Regions from separate parts of the Danio rerio genome. Here region 1 is linked to region 2. A link is a contact called in public Micro-C data. All regions are on one chromosome and are shown on one strand. Each heading gives the region's core, a stretch centred on a gene start, on an enhancer-like site or on the middle of the called end of the contact. The rest is flanking DNA. Distances are from core to core; before and after follow the strand shown. Region 1 overlaps miip (migration and invasion inhibitory protein). Region 2 holds the start of znf362a (zinc finger protein 362a).

The links. A called contact is a pair of places that touch in the nucleus more often than the background predicts.
Region 1: a Micro-C map of caudal fin shows a contact between it and region 2, with 3 times the contacts expected there. The contact joins the enhancer-like site here to the promoter of znf362a in region 2. A contact is called at or near these places in 2 of 18 Hi-C or Micro-C datasets (caudal fin and an unstated tissue).

What each region holds. Positions count from the first base shown.
Region 1 is chr11:43,119,258-43,122,443 of GRCz12tu, reverse strand. The region is part of intron 16 of miip (migration and invasion inhibitory protein); the gene reads left to right. All of the region lies in intron 1 of LOC141376672 (a long non-coding RNA gene), which reads right to left. Among named protein-coding and RNA genes, the nearest start is that of tnfrsf1b, 13 kb to the right of the region's middle. Within about 2 kb of position 1,348, at least 6 of the 62 cell types and tissues checked have an H3K27ac peak or open chromatin away from gene starts, as enhancers often do. A contact at or near this core is called in caudal fin, where this site is marked.
Region 2 is chr11:42,950,356-42,953,572 of GRCz12tu, reverse strand. znf362a (zinc finger protein 362a) reads left to right here and starts at 1,822. Exons shown (of 9, transcript NM_001077733.1): 1 at 1,822-1,878.

The DNA of each region.
Region 1 (3,186 bases), core at 99-2,598, 170 kb before region 2:
CCAATTAAAATAGTATCGGGCTGATATCTCCCATAATTCTGTTAAGTAGTCCAAACTGTCAACAAAAGTAGATTTGCACAGCGGTTCACACAGACCCGCCGCATTCACGTGCACACGAGAGAGTGACAGCACTGACAATGCTGAATCAACTTTTTAAAATCCCGAATCAATATCGGAGTTAGTTTTGCACGCTGGAGGAAGGAGGACACCATGGCTGAAGTATTTCTGTTAGACAGGTAATGTTATGCTTTAAATCTATTTTAGTCCCCCAAAGCTGATGGAGAGTGTTTTCAAGTGTTGTTCAGTCATTGAAATCTTCATGCCATAGATGTGACTATTTTCAGTTCTATAAGGGACCTTTTACAGCATTGATAATGTTGATTTTATGTTCTTTTAATTTTTTTATTTTACATTTTGTTTTATTTTATTTTTACAAAAAATCTTATTGTAATTTTAATTTTTTTTACATTTTGTTTTATTTTATTACAAAAAATATTTTATTTATTTTATTTTTGTATTATTTTTATGTATTTATTTTTTTTACATTTTTTGTTTATTTTATTTTATTTTATTATTATTTTATTTGTATTTCATTTTCATTTAAATTTTTTTTTATTTGATTTTTTTTTATATTTTATTTATTTATTTTTATTTTTTATGTTATTTTATTTTTTATTTTATTTTGTTATTTTAATTTTAATTTTATTTTATAATACATTTTTTTACTTTATTTAAAACATTTTTTTATTGAATTAAAATAAAAAAAAATTCTATTTTATTTATTTATTTATTTAATTTTTTAATTCATTTCATTTTATATTTTATTTTATTCATTTTTATTTATTTATGTTTCTTTTATTTTATTTGCACTAGTATTTATTTGCACTATTTGTAGTAATTTCCGTTTATAGAAGTTTCATGGCAGAAAAATGACTCATGGTCTCATGATTAAATTACGACAAGCTACTCGTATTATCTCAAACTAACAATGCACAAGCCAGAAATATTTGGCAACAGTTTGTATAATTTTTATTGTTATCATCATTGTTCATATGTGATTAACTTCAATGGAGCAGAAAAATATTTCCTCAACATGAGTCACAGCACATCTTCGCGCCTCCTCCATTGTCTTAATTCCCATTTTCACTTCCTGTTCATTTGGGGTTTTTATTTTTTGCAACATTTGTTTTGGATTTCCTTCTCAAGTCAATTGCCAAGAGCCTGTAATAACAAAAACACCCAAACGATTAAATGCAACTTATGGTAAACTAAACAAAGAAACAGTGGAGGCATAACAGAGCATAAAGCAATGTTTTTACTGCTCTTGTTGGAGTTTGTGCAACACACACAAGTTTGGTTCCTGCTTCCTCTCTGTCTGAGACTATTTTAAAACTAACTTCTCATTTAAAGACCGCTTCAAAAGTCAGTGAGAAACAAAATGATGTCTTAAAATAGCTTAGGGTAAAGGTTAACGTGTCGTTTCATGCTTTGTGAAGAGCAAAGTCCCACAATGCATCACAGAATATACTTGCAATTAGTTGATACAGGCTTAAAAGGTGCTGTATGTAAGTTTTCTACACTTCTGAAGCATAAAAGGCTCTTAATGTGTTTGCGGATATTTAGGAATTATGCTAAGTGAACATACTTGTTTATATGAAAACGACTCTGAAGAAAAGTCAATGCTAAAGGAAAGTCATTTCACTCAGCGGCCATCTTTAAAACGCCTCTCAGGCAGTATACTCGGGCATTCTGTCTGAATGGGGAAACAGGTCCGGCTACAGATTGGAACTTTAGGGTGGGCCAAGTGACATTCCAGGTGGGCCAAAAAAATATAAATAAATAAATAAATAAAAATAAAAATAATAACATTGTTATGGTCAATTCATTTACAATTTAGTAACTACCCTTAAGAATTGTTCTTGCTATGATTTATTATTTCTATTCATTACCAAATCATCCAAAGCAGATTTCCCAAACAATAGAAAAACTGTTTATTTCCCTAAAAGTAAAACATTTAATCATTTATGTTTGGAAAAAAGCTGAATTATAAAAATTAAATATGCTTACAATAAGATTCTGGAAATAATTGCTGTTTTTAAAGAGTTTTATTCCTCACCTTTTTGAAATGTCAAATATACATGCAAAAGAATCACCCATATTGCTTTCAATGCCTACAATAATCTTTACTATAACTGTGACTAGTGTTGTCATGCAATTTTCCGGAAAGGTCTGTATGAGTGAACAGGTCCTTTTAACCGATAATTTACCCGATAACCGATATAATATAACCGATAATTTGCCGGAATGCTGCACTGTGTGAACGCAGAAGGAAGATTGCCGAAAAGAGCGTGTGCACGTCTAGAACGTGCTGACGTGAGACGTCTGCTTTAGCCAATCACAACAGTCAGATGCATTCACGTACACGCGGTTTATGGGAATAAAAGCTTTTGAATATTTTCCAAGACACATTTAGCTGCTAGATGTTAGTCAGATAACGTTTATATGTTCATCTTAATGCCAACTGTGTAAATAATCATCGATAAGATGCTTATGATAAGCCGCTGTTTGTTTACCTTCAACCTTGCATGTGCCCGTGAAACAGCCCGTGAGCGCCAGCACACACACATATCATGAACATCTCGACATGCGAAAGTGTTCTTCTGTATGTTTTCATCGAAGTTGTTCACAATACTGATTATCCAAAGAGTTTGTGATGTAGTGAAATGTTTACAAATACAAGCGCAGCCTTTTAGAGCTCTTTTCTGGTTAATGATGTCAGAATTTACCGGTATTTTGGAAAGGATGTGTGAATGCTCTTTTCCAGGAAAAATTCCGTAATGTCCTCGTCTGTGTGAACAGCGCTATTTTGAATTTACTGGTAAAGTCGTTGCGGTAATTTTCCAGATATTTACTGGTATCAGTGTGTGAAAGGGGCTAATGTTACAACTTCCCTTTCCGGAAAATAGCCAGAATGAATTTACCGATATTTTCAAAAAGGACCTGTTCACACATACACACCTTCCCGGAAAATTGCCGGTAAATTTCCCAAATGTCTGTATGTGTAAAAGGGGCTACTGATTGGCATGTTGAGGTGTTTTTGATTAGAGTCGCAGCTAAACTATGCAGGACACCGGCCCTCCAGGACCGAGTTTGCCCACCCCTGTAGGCTGAAAAACCGTAAGCTCA
Region 2 (3,217 bases), core at 573-3,072:
TTAATCCACTTTAAAAGGCTTAAAAAAAGAAAATGCACATTATAGGTTTTAGACTTTGTGATCAAAGTTAATCCACATTTCAGCTTTTGCTAATTTATACAATTTATTATTATTTTAATGTATTATACAATATTTTACAATAATTATTTTATTGTATTCTTGTTTTACATTTATTTATTTTTATTATTATGAATTTATAATTAAAAATCTCAAAACATTTATAGTTTTATAAAATATTTATTATTCTAGTGTATATTGATTTTACATATTATTATATATTACATATTATTATTATTCAATATTATATAATAAATGAAAATAATAAAATAATTATTTTATTGTATTTTTGTTTTACATTTATTTATTATTATGAATTTTCATTTTTAAAAATCTCAAAACATTTTTATATTTTTACATTAAAATTTGTATTATTTATACTAAAAAATAAGTAATAATAAAAATGAAAGCCAAAAATACACTAAAATAATTATTCTGGTGTATTTATGTTTTACATTTATTATTTATTTTTATGATCATGAATTTATATTAAACACAATCTCAAAACATTTTTACAGTTTAATAAAATATTTAAAATTATTCTAGTCTATTGTTTGACATTTATTGTTAATATTAATTTATATTTACAAATCTTAAAACATTTTTAGTTTTATAAAATATTTAAAATAATTATTCTAGTGTAATTTTTACTTTACATTTTTTACTCATCATTATCATTATTATTATTAATCTACATTAAAAATTCTCCAAACATTTCCAGTTAATAAAATATTCTAAAATAATACTTTTTGGGGATTTTTGTTTTACATTTATTTATTTATTATTAATATTATTATTAATATTATTTATTATTATTAATTTATATAAAAAATTTAAATCCCCAAACATTTATAGTTTCATAAAAAATATAATATTCTAGTGTATATTTGTTTTACATTTGTTATTATTTATTATTATTAAATAATATATAAAAATCTCCAAACATTTATAGTTTTATAAAATATTTTAAATTATTATTATTATTATTATTATTAATCTAAATAAAAAATTCTCCAAACATTTTAAGTTAATAAAATATTTTAAAATAATATTTTTTTTTGTATTTTTGTATTTTATTTATTTATTTGTTTATTTTTATTAATATTATTTATTCTTATTAATTTATATTTTAAAAATCTGCAAACATTTATAGTTTCATAAAATATTTAATATTCTGTATATTTGTTTTACATTTGTTATTATTTATTATTATTAATTAATATATAAAAATCTCCAAACATTTAGTTTAATAAAATATTTTAAATTATTATTCTAGTGAAATGTTGTTTTACATTATTATTATTATTATTATTATTATTATTATTTTTTTATATATAAAAATCTCCAAATATTTTTAGTTTTATAAAATATTTCAAAATAACTTTTCTATTATATTTTTGTTTTACATTTATTATTATTATTATTATTATTATTATTATTAATTAAAATCTCTAAACATTTCCAGACCCCCTTGAAAGCCCCATAGACAAAATTATTTAATGCTGAGGCGTATAAATAGGAGTAAATGTACAGTATATGTTTGTGAATCTGATATGAGTTAATCATCATCTCAGTTTCCATTCACGTATGCTCCATATCCTGCAAACGATAGCTAACGACACGAGAAATGTGCACAAGAGATGTTTTTTAGTGATTTGATGGCTGTAAATGTGCTCATATATGGATCTGTGGAGCTGCAGCACCCAGAAGTGAACACCAGGCGACCCGGAAGGTCTGAAACTCCCTCTGAAGGCAAAGCCGAAACAACATCTCAAGCTTTCAATAATTACATCTAATAAATCCTCCGTCGAGGTGTGCAAGGTATGTCTGTCGCTTTCTTCTCATCTTCACCACTGCATATTAATTTTTTGGGCACATTTGCACGACGCGCGAAAACGATGCTAGTTCTTGTAGTCCTTCGAGTGAGCAAAAAAGTTCAAATAAAAGAGAAAGCCATCTAAAAGCACGCTCGCGTTGCAACAATAACGCAATTGCACGCTTTTGCATTGATGCGTCGCGATGGAAATGTAACATTGATGCGCGTCTGTTTCCATCTGCGTGATTTGTTCGCATCGCATGATTGTTGTAGGAAGTCTCGTTTTTTTTTCTCCCTCTCTCTTTTTTTCCTCCTCCAGCCGGGCTATTCAAACCTGCAGATCTAAGTAAACAATCATTCGCGCACTTAATGCAAATAATGCGGCGTTTTACGCGTCGCGCCTTGGATCTGAACGCACGCGCTATATTTTTTTGTCGCTAAAAAAATTGGGATCTGCAGAATATGGCGCCCTGTCCTTATAAAAATAAGACAGGCTGCCATTTTTGTTTTCCTTTTGTCTGAAATTTTTAATAAAACTGTCTGAGAATGTGGGAGAGGCAGACACCGGAGACCTGCGCTCTCGCAAGGCACCAAACGCGTCCGTTCGCGTTATTTTGCGAGCGATTTCTTAATGTAATCTTTGATCAAAAGAGAGCGCGCTTTTATTTGGGAAGCTTTTCGAGGATGCCGACAGAATAAAAGAAAAAGTTGAGTAAGTTTTTCATCAGTTCATTTTGAAGACCACAAGACGTGTCAATCTCTCGTTTGATGTTTATTTGATATTTGCACGCTGTTTTGCGATGTTTATTTGCACTTTCAGTTTTTTTAAATGATATCCTGTGACTCACAGAATTGATCTAACTTCATTAAATGTCAATAGGAAGCTTTCTAGTTTGCAAGGTATAAAATGATGCGTTACATTATAATCGGTGTGTTTGTAATTATTTTTATTTGTTTTAAAGATGCATTACAATGCAATTACAGCCATAGTGCCCAAGTCCTGAAAGCATCCTTTTAACTTTTATTTATATTGCTGTTTTTTTATATCATTTAATCTTCTTTTCGACTTTTTAAATTAATGCAATTGTTACATTGTAAATGATTCCTTTTTTAAAAATGTTTTTCCATCTACAATATATATATATACAGTTGAAGTCAGAATTATTAGTCCCCTTCAAAAAAAATTATCTTTTTTTTTTAAATTTATATATTTTTCAAATGATGTTTAACAGAGCAAGGAATTTTTTCACAGTATGTCTGATAATATTTTTTCTTTTGGAGAAAGTCTTGTGTGTTTTATTTCAGCTAAAATAAAAGCAGTTTTTGATTTTTTTTTTAAACACC